Linked DNA regions of Sus scrofa: region 1 is linked to region 2. A link is a contact called in public Hi-C data. All regions are on one chromosome and are shown on one strand. The core of a region is the stretch at or near the end of the contact, and the rest is flanking DNA. Distances in the headings are between cores, read along the strand shown. Region 1 overlaps SLC25A26 (S-adenosylmethionine mitochondrial carrier protein). Region 2 overlaps SLC25A26 (S-adenosylmethionine mitochondrial carrier protein).

Region 1 (6,080 bases), core at 1,131-3,630, 100 kb after region 2:
GATCCCTAGCCCAGGAACTTCCATATGCCACAGGTGTGGCCATAAAAACAAAGGGGGAAAAAAGAGAAAGTATTTGTGGTTTGGGGCACTTTTAACTATTACTAGTTATTACTTTCAACATACCATGGTGGGGGATCATTTCCTTGAAGCCCACTGCTTTTTTATCAGCTACGTGTTTCAGCTGCTAGAACAGTGTCCACAAAGCTGTCTTCAAAATGCTATTTCAGCATCGCTTTTACAACATGAACTTGTACACCTGTCTCAAGGCTGGGATCTGTACAGGTAGTGAAATCTCTTTGGAATCATCTCCCAGGGATGTTTCTGAGAGAGCAAAGCAGCAGCCTCCTTCAGGGGAAGGTTGGGGGTGCCTAGCGACAAGGCTGGTCTGAAAACAGTAAAGCCACAGTGGTGCCACCTCCTCTTCCTGGTGCTGTGTCCATTTGACTGTAGTTTTGTGTCCACTTGGCAGATTTTTTTTCAGCTAGTTGACTGTCTAGGGCACATGACACAGGTTGGTCAGGTTGCAAGCAAGGTTTTGCAGAATGGCCTCATCCTCTATTTAAAATAGGTAACATTGGAGTTCCCGTTGTGGCTCAGTGGCTCAGTGGAAACAAATCTGACTAGCTTCCATGAGGACGTGGGTCCAATCCTTGGCCTCACTCAGTGGGTTAAGGATCTGGCATTGCTGTGAGTTGTGCTGAAGGTTGCAGACACAGCTTGGATCTCACTTTGCTGTGGCTGTGGTGTAGGCCAGTGGCTACAGCTCCAATTCAACCCCTAGCCTGGGAACCTCCATATGCTTCAGGTGTAGCCCTAAAGAGACAAATAAAATAGGTAACATTGGGGAGATTCTGGTGGCCTAGCAGTTAGGGATTTGGTATCGTCACTGCTGTGGCTCAGGTTCAATCCCAGGCCCAGGAACTTCTATGGCCATGGCTATGGCCAAAAAAAAAAAAAAAAAGTAACGCTGTATATAGTTGTGTTGAATGTGCCATCTCTCCTGGCTTAGTGCTGGTTGCCTGCAGGACAAAGTATTGGAGATGAGGATTGGGTTTACCAGAGAGGACTGACTGAGCCTGGGGGGCAGGGGGATCTCTCTCTGTCCTGAGTCAGTGATGCATGCCACACAAAGGTGGTGTGTGAAGTGGCTTTTAGGGTCATAAAGTCAGTTGCTGAGTGGTATTCTCATTTGTTTCTATATAGTTCTTATTAGAATCTCTGGCAACCATTGGTCAAACACATGCTCTTGACCTTGGCCGTGGAGTCAGTGTGGAGCTGCAGCCCATCTGCCTTTCCTGAGATAGTTGTGACAGCAGAAATGGCAGGATTGCCAGAACCATAGCCACCAAAAGCTTGTGGAGAAGGAATTACCTCACGGAGATGATTGAAACTAAATCTTCCTGCCCCAGGGGTGGTAATACTTGGTGTTAGCTAACTAGGCAGTGCCTGAATTACCCACAGAGGCCAGGTGTCATCAACATGCTGAGGGCCTATTCCTGTCCCCACTGTCACCCCTGAAAGGGTAATTTGGATTCTCACTTATCCTAAGTCTTGGGTTCTCGTTAGCAATCACCACGTGGTCCTTGGCAGAGTATTTCCAGCAGCTAACCACACTGTTCATTAGCTTCCTATTAACGTGATAAAAGACAGCCAATAATTTGACAAGAGAACTGTAATGAGAAGCCAGCAAACACTGCCCCCCCACCTCCAAACAGAAACAGCCGGTCCTAGGCCTCCCTGGCCTGGCCCAGCCATCCATCCCCCATGCAGAGCCCTTGCGACCCTGACACACTTGCCAGTTTATTCAGGTCACCTTGCCAGTCCGGGCTGCCCACCTGCGGAGGGCTGGTGCTGTCTTCAGCACAAATTAAAGTGGTGCTGCTTCGATCTCTTCTTGTTGGTTACCCGGGGGAGCACCACGTTCCGGCACAGATTTGGAAGCTGTGCCCTTGGGCCAGCTGGCTTCTCAGAAATAAAAATACCATACGCTCATCCAGTCCAACAGCCTGAAAACAGATGGGAAGCCGGCTTATCACGAGTTGCTCCCACCTCCTTTCTTCACCTCATCACCTGGCCTTTTGTTTTTCTTGCTTGTGCCCTCCCTGTCCCTACTGCTGTGCCCTGCATGGTGCCTGGCCCTCTGCTCAGGGCACGACCGTTTGTTCCTTTAGCCCTGGTGCGGTCCCTCCAGCACAGCCCTGCTCTGCTCCAGTCTTTGCCTCCGAGTCTGGTTGGGGTGCTCACTGAGCAAATTACTCTACTTTAAGGCTGTAATTATCTTAACAGACTCAATTGTCATCCAGCGAAACCATAAACTGCTTCCATCTGCCCCTCGCTTGGAGCAGCTGAGCTCATTAGCAGTGGAGCCTAACAAGGCATTGGCTGTAGAAGCAAGTCAGGGAGGCAGGGTGAGTTTTGTGGCAAATGTGCTCTTGCACAGCCGGGTTCCTACTATCCTCCCTTCCAGCATTTCTCTCTGTGGGGTAGAGGCAGGTAGATGAATCTCTTTTCTGAGCCAGAAGGCACAGTGGCCTCAGAGCAATAATTTAGGGGTTTTTGCTTTCACCAGCCACTTCGTGCAAAAACAATTTGCACAGCGTTGAGCTGAACAACTTTCTTCCTTACAAGTGTATTTTGGTCTTCTGTAGAATCTTCATGTAGACAAGAAATAGAGGTTCTTTTGTGTAGGACGTTACTTGATGATTTAAGTCCTTAATTAGCTAACTAAAATCTGGGCCCCCTGAAACTATTCTCAGGTCCATTTTCCTCAGAAGCGCAGAGTGCTCCCTGGGGGTGGGGGTCGGGGGGCACATTGGCCTTTCCCAGGAGGTACGCAGAAAGGAAGCATCCAGGCTACAGGGGATTCCTTCCTGGCCTGTTTCTTGGGAAGCCACCCATTCCCTTTAGCTTAGCATGAAGGTCTCCCCAGACCTTCAAGGCTACACAGAATCCTGTTGGCCTAACCCTCATCATTTTCAGTTTTCTTCCCTAGATTCCATCCCTCTTTTCTGTAGTAAATCCACATGTTCTGATTTTTTCATATTTTTCATTTTGTTCTCTGCTTACACAAGTACTCCTCTTGGTAAAACAGTTTCCATTATTACAGAAGTATAGGTAGGGAGGGTGTCCTGTCCTCCCAGCCTCCAGAGAACGTTGACACATCATGGCCATGTTTGTCCAACAAGCAGTCGTATTATATGTACAGCTTTGGGCTTTCTTTCAGAACCTATTTTGTGCACGTTCTGTGTTGGTCCCCAGGAATGACCTTATTCTTAAAGCTGTGTAGTCTCCCATGTATGTATAGCATACCCGAATTTATGTGACCAGAGAGCAGGTTCTTTGCAGTTTTTTTCTCTTACCAGCAATGCCACAATGACCATCTTTGAACAAATACCTGTGCACCACTGTGGGTTTTAAAGTTTGCCTCCCCAGTAACATTGTTCTTTTACTTTGCATTTCTTTGCATATTTCGCAAGTTGTAACTTGTTCTTTTACTTTGCATTTCTTTGCATATTTCGCAAGTTGTAACTTGATGGTGACTGGCCTTGTGTGGTGCATGAGGATCAGCCTGTAATGCGGCGCCCCCTCCCAGCTGGAGCCCATTGCCTTTCCTGTCCTTCAGGGAGGGAGAACCGAGAATCCCTGGAGACTCTATGCCCTTTGTGGCATCACGCCATGGGTCTCTGCCGGAGTGAGTCCCAGGGAGGAGCAGCACAGTTGTCCAGGAATCTCCCCAAAGAGCCGGGGCCCACCTCAGCTTCCTGGGGTGGGCGGAACCCTGCAGCCTTCGCTAGGATTCAGCCTTTTGACTCCTTTATTAAAAAGTTGATTTCATCTTCTCTCAAAGAAATGGTGTGAAAGACTTAACTATTGCGGGGACAGAGTTACTGCATCTCGACTAATTGCTGGACCTAAGTGTAGGTGCTCACAAGTAAGCTGTTTGGTATTTGGCTGATTCAGCCAGCAAACAGCTGGGCTCCAACTTCAGCAAGTGTATTTGGGAATGTAATTCAGTGCCACTCTGAAAGGAAAAACACACATTTTAAGTGCTGTGTGGGGTTTAATGAGCTGGTGTGTGGAGTTGAGCAAGCTGTGGGTGTTGGAATTTAACCTTTTTTATACACACAATTTGAAAAAAATCTTTCCTCCTGCCTTTTCCCCCCTAGATTATTTGCAGGTGTCTTACCCCGAATGGCAGCAATCAGTCTGGGAGGTTTCATCTTTCTTGGTGCTTATGACCGAACTCGCAGCTTTGTCTTGGAACTTGGCCGAGAAAGGCCGTGACTCAGAGACAGCCCCTTCTCTCAAGAATGGGTCCTGCTGTGAGAACCATCTCCCTTCCAGTGAGCAGCTGTTCGGCCATCGGAACAAAACACGGCGCGAAAACCCAGTTCTACTCAGATTTCGACACTGAGAATGCATCTTCCGTGCTACAGGCTGGTGGGAATGACGTCATTAGCCTCTTTGCCAGAGAGAGAAAATGATGTCCACAGCGGTACTTGGAACAATTTTCTCAGAACCCCTTAATAAATAAGTGTGGCAGCGCTGAGTCCAGGCCCTACAGAGCCCTCATTTGATCTGTATCTAATCTTTCGCTTCCTGCCACCTGACGGTGGCTGCAGCCAGAGGCAGAGATGGTTATAATTTTAAAAGAATGGGTAAAGGATGGAGACCTAGGGGGGAAAGTTGGGGATGTGGGTGGGTTTCTCCCCTGGGTTAATTCCAATTGCATAAGCTCACAGCCTAGTGTAAAAAGAATGAACTACAGGTGCACAGTAAGCTGCTGTTCTTAATTACCCTCAGATTTCACTCGTAAAAACACAATAGTGTTATTTCACAGGCAAGTGTGCAGCAAGCAGCCCATGTGGGGTGTGTGTGAGCAAGAAACCAGTCGTGGCGCAGGGACTAGGTGGGCCCAACAGGCGATGGACCCGCTGTCTCCACACCAGACCCACAGCAAGGGCTGGGACTGGCTTTGCCAATAGGGTGGTTTCATCATCCCAAATCAATCAGGTTTGTTGCTTGGAGTTTTAAGCTCAACCCTGATAAATCTAAGAGATGAAATGGGAAGGTCACCCCTTTGGAGCGCAACTAATAAGCTCCAGGTGTTAGAAAAAATTCAGAGAGAAATCTCAGGAATCCAGTGGTGGTGTCCTGTCTTCCCTGGAGCAACTGTATATAATTCTGCTTTGACTAAAATTTTTTTTTCATTTTTGGGAGCGAGCAGTGGGGGAAAAAGGTAATTAAAGGCAGAATGTCTGCTTTTATAAGGGAATCTCTGGAATTAAATGGGATGAAGCAATGCTGGTTAATGTAAGTATAAGAATACCCTGACCACACACCTAACATTTTATAAATGAACCTTTATTTATTAAAGACACTTCAATGCCACTTGTTAGACACTTCAATATTTTACATGTTTTTCAATGTACATTGTACCAAAATTTCTATAAATAAATAACTTTGTACATAAAAGTAATACTTCCTCTTTCACATTGCCTCTCAGAAGCAGCAAATTCACATATTTTGTGGAAGTAACATTTTAATTAGTTAACTGTTGAAAACAAAATTCTAAATGTGCTTGCTTACCTCTTGGAACAGTGATGACATCTGACAGTAAAACTGAACATACGTAACCGTTTTGTCAATACTCCTTCAGCTTTTTGACTAAAGGGAACTTTGCTTTCTGAGATTTTAAGGGCCTTTGTTTCAACTTAATTTTTCCTGAAATACACACTGGCACTCACAAGATGGTTAGCTACAGGTCTCAAAAAAGTGCAAATATACCCAGAACCCAGGTGAAAGGCTAAATCTCTTCGAGTCCAAACCCGGGTCCCTCTGTGCGAGGGAAGGATGCGGCTGGGCTTGCTCGCAATCCTCAGTAGAGACACCCTAGCCCTGAAATGTAGGGACTCAGTTGTTTTTCTCCCCCAAGGGCCAATGTAAGATTAATTATATTGGCAGAACTAACACATCACTATTGAAAAATCCACAGGTACCAACACCAGCAGCCTCTATCTTATTAAAAAGCCTCAAATGACAGGTGAGTGACAACTGACAAAACCACATTTGCTTTCACC
Region 2 (6,907 bases), core at 1,701-4,200:
AGGGTGGACCTCTCACTCAGGCTGCATGTCTGCCAGGAGACTGGGTGGGCACACGGGAGCCCTTGAAAGAGCTTGACATATGTCCACTGTAGTTTGGAGAATAAGTTACTTGTTTTTGGCTATTATCTGCATGAATCTGACAGTGAGGTGCTGATTGGAGTGGCCTCAATGCAGGATGCTGCCATTTTGGTAATGAGTAACTCCTGGCCTCTTTTTGGTAGATGGTAGATGCGTGTAGCTGCTAAACAGATTACAGATAGCTGAGGATTGTCTCCCCCTCTTGCTCCAATTTCACTCCCAGGGGTCAATAACTGAAGTCTCCCATCCAATTCTGTTGCACATGCAGTCAAAATCAAGCACTCAGGCGGGCCAGAACAAGCCACTCATCCTGTTCTGTAAGTTCCCTGAGGCCCTCAATCTGTCCCTTTAGGTGCAAAATTCCCCACTCTGATTGCAGAGTTCACTGGCAAGGAGACATGACAGCTGTCCAAACCTAGTTTCCCCTTTTGTGTATTTCAGGCAGTGAGAATTTCCCCTAATCTAGTGGCTGGAAACAGAAGACTTTAGGAATCAAGCTTTAAGGATTACCCTTCAAATTGGCTTTTCCAGTGCTGTTGTCTACCCACTCAGTTCCTTTTTCCCAAAAGGTTTCATGTTATATATACATCTCTTGTGTGTTTTTCTGGAGCCACCCTATCCTAGGTGTGCAGTTATTTCTTTTTTAACCAAAGTGTTTTGGAGATCATTTTATATCACTTTATAAGAAGCATGCCCTCTTTTTTATGATTGGATAGGACTCCATTTTATAAACGAATCCTTGTACCACTACTTCCTCATTGGTGAGTGTGCACATGTACTACAGTGAGTAGTATTGTCCCCATATCATTTCATTCATGGTTGAGGGTGTTTATAGGTTACATGCTGAAGAGTGGAATTTCTTGGTTAAGATGTATGGTGTTTGTAATTTGATGCATATAATAGAGTTCTTGTTGTGGCGCAGTGGCAGTGAATCTGACTAGAAACCATGAGGTTGCAGGTTTAATCCCTGGTCTGGCTTAGTGGGTTAAGGATCTGGCATTGCCATGAGCTGTGTTGTAGGTCGCAGATGTGGCTCAGATCTTGTGTTACTGTGGCTGTGGTATAGGCTGGCAGCTGTAGCTCCTGGGAACCTCCATATGCTGCAGGTGCGACCCTAAAAAAAAAAAAAAAAGAAAATTTGATGCATATTGCCAAATTGCCCTTCCTGTTAAGTACCAGTCAATCATTTTGCCCACACTGTGGGAGTTCTCTCTTTTCCTCTGCCTCAACAATGGTACAGGCAATCTCAAAGGTGTAGAATGTTCTCACTGTAGTTCTAATTTTAAGTGAGACTGGTCATGTAGACGTGTATCTGAGAACGATTTTATTCCTTTACTGTGAACTGATGAATAACATTGAAGTTATGGTGAGAATTAAATGAAGAGATCCACATGAAGTGCTTTCCTCAGACCCTGTCACATAGTTATGTGTTCAGAAAATGTTCCCTATGATTAATAGTGTTCTTGGTAACCGAAAGGGCTTTTGGCAGGAAATGACATCTCTGTGTGGAATGGCACTGTCTCTTGCTGGCTGACTGCTCTTGGCAAGTTACTTAACCTCTCTGAGCCCATGTTTGCCCATCTGCACTAGGAATTTTGCATAGATTGTTCTTGCCTGCTGGGAGGCTCAGAGATGAAGAAACCTGCCTCTGGGCTGTCAGGTTCTTGAACAGGTATACAGCCTTGATCTGTCGCATGTACACGTGTGAGTGCCATTTCATGATTCCGAATAACAATAGGTATATTTGAACTAGAGGCCAGCTTGCTATTAGTGCTTATGAAACTTCTCAGCTACAGTGGGAGAGTTTTTTAATCCAAGTGTCTTGTAGAATGCAATTGTTTATTCAGTTAACAAATTGCATCCTGCAACTGATTTTATGTTCACTGGCTATTTCTCTAGGAAAAACAGCATATTGCTTGTAATAATGTACAGCTACCCTAGTTGATGGTTTAACTGATCAAAAATCACTGATGTAAGTGGGTTGGAAAATGTTTATGATTATTCTTTTTGGAGTGAGGTTGGTAATTTACTGGAATTTTTTCTCCAAATAAGATTACCCACTTAGAGGAAGGCTTTCTTTCTAAGATTGCAACACTTGAATGTTTTCCACTGAAAATGTTTTCAGGCAGCTGTAGCTGTAACTTCTACTTATTTACTATTCTTAAGTATGTGTATTTTTTTTCCTGCTTTGATGATTTTACGAAGAGAAAACAAGGTGTTCTCTCATTGAGAACTTTCCTCCTTGTGTCAGCACTGTGTGTATCTCTGAGTGCCTTTGTATGAACCTGTCTTGGCTTTATCTCTAACTTTTTCTTTTGGTTTGTCTTTCCATTGCACTTCTGGCTGGCTACATGTAATTATGCTTTCATGTCCTAGACAGCAAGCAAGTTCCTCTTGAAGGTGCAATTAAGCTCTTACTTTTGGTCATATGCGCAGTCTCTGGCCCAACTTCTTGCCCAGAGTCAGCACTCAGTCAGTATTGGTTGTATTTTTCATTCATTTCAGTTTGATTGGTTTTTGTTCTGATGCAGCTAGACTCTAGGACCATTTCAGGATGCTGGGTGAGCTCTGAGGGCACTTGGAATTACGCCGGTTCATGGCTCTCCTTTTGATAGATAGACCATAGTGTGAGACTCTGTGTTACATAGGCAGTGAAGTACCAAGGAGTGTATACTTTGCTAAGATTTCGGTCTTCCTAAACCTTGAACAAATAGTTTTTAGAAGCCTCATTTCATTAGAAAACTCATTAATTGACTGCCCCCCACATCTTAGCAATTCACTGTAAAGCTGAAAATAAGTGATTATAAATCTTTCCCAACTTTTAATGTGAAATTGTTTTTCAGTTAAAATCCAGTGCAAACATATTGAACTTTGTTTTAATCCTATGTAATTCATTTTATTAACTATGACCAAATAGAACATCTGTTAAAATTCCATACTGTTGGCTTCATGGGAAAAGAAAAAAAATCCGTTTGCTCTTGGAATTTGGCCATTGTATTATTGTTCAGGCTTTCAGTAAATGTGCAATGAGACATTCTTATTAATGGGAATATTAAACAAATGAAAATGAAATATTGCCTTTAATCACAAGCAGTTTATAAAATGAGTCACCTAATTAGATTTACTTTATTGTAACTTTACCATAGAATGGTCTTTGAGGAATGGACAATAGTTCATTCTTTAAAGAACGTAAAATTATTACTCCTCAAATATAGATTTTAGCCTACAGTTTTTCATCATCTCTTAAATAAACAAGCATTTTTAGAAAGAACAATTTAGTAAAATTATCTTAGTGTAGAAAAATTACTTTAGCCCTTTAGTGCATATTTTCTCATGTTTTGTTTACATGGAACCAGCTGCTATTTACTTTTTTTGTTCTTTGGACAGATTTCATTTGCACTGTACAGTTTTGAAAAGGCCTCATATTTCCATTGTTGCATGTTTGCTGTGTTGTCTGGAAGGGGTACCAGTTCCTGTGTATAGGGTGTACTGGGAAGTAAATCAATACCGTGAGTCTTCAGTGTAAACATATAGGAAAGCTCTTGGATAAAGGGGGGAATTTTCTTAAATCTTCTTTTTAAATGTTAGCATCATAAACCATAGCATCATCAACCATAATGTTGAAGTAGCCTCATGATGTTCCTTTATGATTTTCATCTCTTGAAATACTCTGTTTCTTCATATTTGTGTGTTCATTTAGACGGCATATAGGCTGTAAATAACAAAATGTGACTACAGTGGTTGAACTAAATATGGTTTTTCTTAAAATTTTTTTTTTTCTCATCTTGTAACAAGAAATCTGGAGCTGGTCACTCTCACACTGGTATAGGTTAAATGAGGACAGCAAAGATCCAGGCTATTTCATTCTGCTTGGCGAACCTTAATACTCTTGGCTGATTTACTCATGGTGTCAAAATGGCTGCTTCACCATTAGGCATCATGGCCCCTTTCCAAGCATGGAGAAGTGGGAAGGACAGGAGGCATCCTCTGTCATTGTGTTTTCTTAGAAAACAAAAGGTTTCATAGGCCAGGTGTCTAAGGCTGTCCAGAGTTGTGTGGGTTGGGAAGTTGAGTGTGTGTGCAGCTTTTCAGTGTGGTAGGTGAAGGCAGGCAGAGAGGGGGTTGGGACTCCCTTTGCTGAGTTGCCATCCTACAGTGTCTGCTGTATTCCCTCTATTCAAGTCCTTGTATTTCAAACTCAATTCCTTCAGGAGGGACATTATTTCATACACCCCTTGACTTCACCATAGTTGGGGCCCCACTTGTTCACATCCAGGGCACTTGTCTGGATTGCAGTTTTTTGCACAACTAATTCCCCTCTGTAAGTTGTGATGTCTGTTCTCATTCTTTTCCTTCCACTTTTGTTCTTGTGGGCGTCAGTGTGGGAGGTCTTTTTAAAAATACTTGTTATTCTCTTTGTAATTATTATTCTGAAAACAGTTTATTTCAAAGTTACCTTTTTTTTTTTATAGTTTTCATTTTAAAATTAAGATCTCAGAATATCTCCGTGGATATGGTCATAGGCAGACCCTTTCCTTAAAAAATATGTAAACGCAATAGAAATAATAGCAGATACTTTCCAAGTATTTACAATGTTTCAGTCATTATGCTAAGTTCTTAGCTTCATACAGTCTTCACAGTGACCCAGAACATGATCCCTGCTTTGTAGAAACTGAGACTTAGTAAGGCTGTGGTTCATCCAGTAAAGGGGGAAACTGAGGACTTGAGAGCCCATGATATTAGCCCCCATGGTGAGCTGTGTATTTTGCATTTTATATGCAGACAGATTTTTCAGAGAAGAGAAAATACGTATGTTTAAAATGAATCGTCCGTATTTTATCTTTCTTTTTAAAAAAATCTTTAAGTAGATCTTAGTGCCAGGAGTTTGGGGAAAATAAGTTCTCAGTAACCAGAAGTCTACATGAAGAAAAGTTAATCAGAAGTTTCCTGGGAGGGGGAGGGAGTGGGAGGGATCGGAAGCTTGGACTTATCAGACACAACTTAGAATAGATTTACAAGGAGATCCTGCTGAAAAGCATTGAGAACTATGTCTAGATACTCATGTTGCAACAGAAGAAACGGTGGGGGAAAAACTGTAATTGTAATGTATACATGTAAGGATAACCTGACCCCCTTGCTGTACAGTGGGAAAATAAAAAAAAAATAAAAAAAAAAAAAAAAGAAGTTTCCTCTGTGGTGCAGCAGGTTGAGGATCTGGTGTTGTCTCTGTGGCAGTGCTGGTTTGATCCCCTGTCTGGTGCAGTGAGTTAAGGATCTGGCATTGCTGCAGCTGTGGCTAGGTTGCAGCTGTGGCTAGGTTGCAGCTGCAGCTTATATTCAGTCCCTGGCCTGGGAACCTGCGTATGCAATGGGTGCAGTTGAAAAAGGAAAAAAAGAAGTTAATCCGAGGACATAAACAGAAAATCCGCTTCGGTAGTGATATCATGGAGAACAGTGACTTAATACATACATGTCATTCTACTTACTTGCATTTGTTCTCATCCTTCAGGTACCCCAGCAGGTACCAAGATGATCTGAAATCATCTTCATTTCTTGTTTACAAATTTATTTCCTGCCTTCCTCCCTGCACAAGAATATCTGCACATTGAGGGCAAGTGCCTCTTGCATGTTTTCCTTCCTACTATTAATCCAGCACCTAGTAGAGTCTTTGACATACAGCACACTCAGAAAATAATTAGTGAACAGACCAGTTCCTTGATCCCACTTTTCAGAAGTAGACCAACTTTAAGTACTTGGATATTTAAAATCGCCTACGGATGCTCAGGTGCGGATGAATTTGGCAAGAATTATGGAGTCCTCACCTAATTCCCAGGCATGTTAGTGGTTTTCTGCCGTCTCAACTTTCTGCACTCTCAGTGAGCTTAATTTTCTCCTTGTCTTTTCTCATCACATTTCCTGATATTCTTGTGCCTTCCACACATAGCCCTTATTTTAATTTTGTCATTTCTTGTTAGAGGTTGTTTCTATGAATATTTTATATATGTAAAACACTTTTTGAAATGACATATGAAAATAGCAAACAGTTTATTTGTGATGAAAATCTTTTGTCAGGTATGTGCAAATTATGTACAGTGAACACTGGGTAAAAATTACTTTTGAGGTTCTTAGGTTTGAACACCGTCTTGCAATATGAGCACACAGCATCTTATAAGAGGTATTAAAAAAGAAACTATCTGTGTTAAGAAAACCAAATACGAAGGTAAAATCAGTAATTTTAATGTGTAAAGTCAAAGATTGTGGTTGCAGGGAGTCATTTCAAAGAACTATTTTAAGTGTTTACCTGTGGGTTTTACTACCTGGTAGCATATTTCCCTGGGGTCATATCATGATAATAGTTCTAATTTGAATTCTAGGATCATGTACTTTACTTAATTACATTTTTCTAATCTTAAGATTAAACTGTAAGGTATTAACCTTTTTATTTTTGTTTTTTAGCCTATCAGTAGCCTGAGGCTTGGCAAAGTTAAACAATACAGCTAATATGTATAGTATATTGTCAGCTCTGGAAGCAGAGGCACAGCCTGTGTTGATTCCAAAGCCTGTATTTGTGGTTACACTTGCTTCCTGTTCATGTTTTGCAGATAAATTCACTGTTCGTTGCTCTAAGATTTTTTCAGTAAACCGTGGAAAATAAAATATTAGTATATTTGTGAGACTTGGACCAAATCTCTTAACTTGGAGTAGAACACAACTTTTGAGTGTTAGAGGGTACTAAAAGAAATGGAGGCATCTGTAAAGGCAGAACACAATGAACTGTGCCTCTGAATTAGGCAGCGATATTGATTGCAACATCTTTCCTCTGGCCTTT

Evidence for each region. A called contact is a pair of places that touch in the nucleus more often than the background predicts.
Region 1: a contact with region 2 is called in a Hi-C map of fetal skeletal muscle, with 1.8 times the contacts expected there. The contact joins two enhancer-like sites. A contact is called at or near these places in 1 of 5 promoter capture datasets (liver), 9 of 47 Hi-C or Micro-C datasets (alveolar macrophages, embryonic fibroblasts, epiblast stem cells and 6 more) and 1 of 2 datasets of contacts at active chromatin or transcription factors (skeletal muscle).

Annotation. Positions count from the first base shown.
Region 1 is chr13:47,903,656-47,909,735 of Sscrofa11.1, forward strand. SLC25A26 (S-adenosylmethionine mitochondrial carrier protein) reads left to right here. Exons shown (of 10, transcript XM_003358494.5): 10 at 4,167-6,080. The coding sequence ends at 4,284. LRIG1 (leucine-rich repeats and immunoglobulin-like domains protein 1) reads right to left here. Exons shown (of 20, transcript XM_005669717.3): 20 at 5,347-6,080. Among named protein-coding and RNA genes, the nearest start is that of LRIG1, 120 kb to the right of the region's middle. Within about 2 kb of position 2,381, at least 19 of the 83 cell types and tissues checked have an H3K27ac peak or open chromatin away from gene starts, as enhancers often do. A contact at or near this core is called in fetal skeletal muscle, where this site is marked.
Region 2 is chr13:47,798,866-47,805,772 of Sscrofa11.1, forward strand. The region is part of intron 5 of SLC25A26 (S-adenosylmethionine mitochondrial carrier protein); the gene reads left to right. Among named protein-coding and RNA genes, the nearest start is that of SLC25A26, 59 kb to the left of the region's middle. Within about 2 kb of position 2,951, at least 7 of the 83 cell types and tissues checked have an H3K27ac peak or open chromatin away from gene starts, as enhancers often do. A contact at or near this core is called in fetal skeletal muscle, where this site is marked.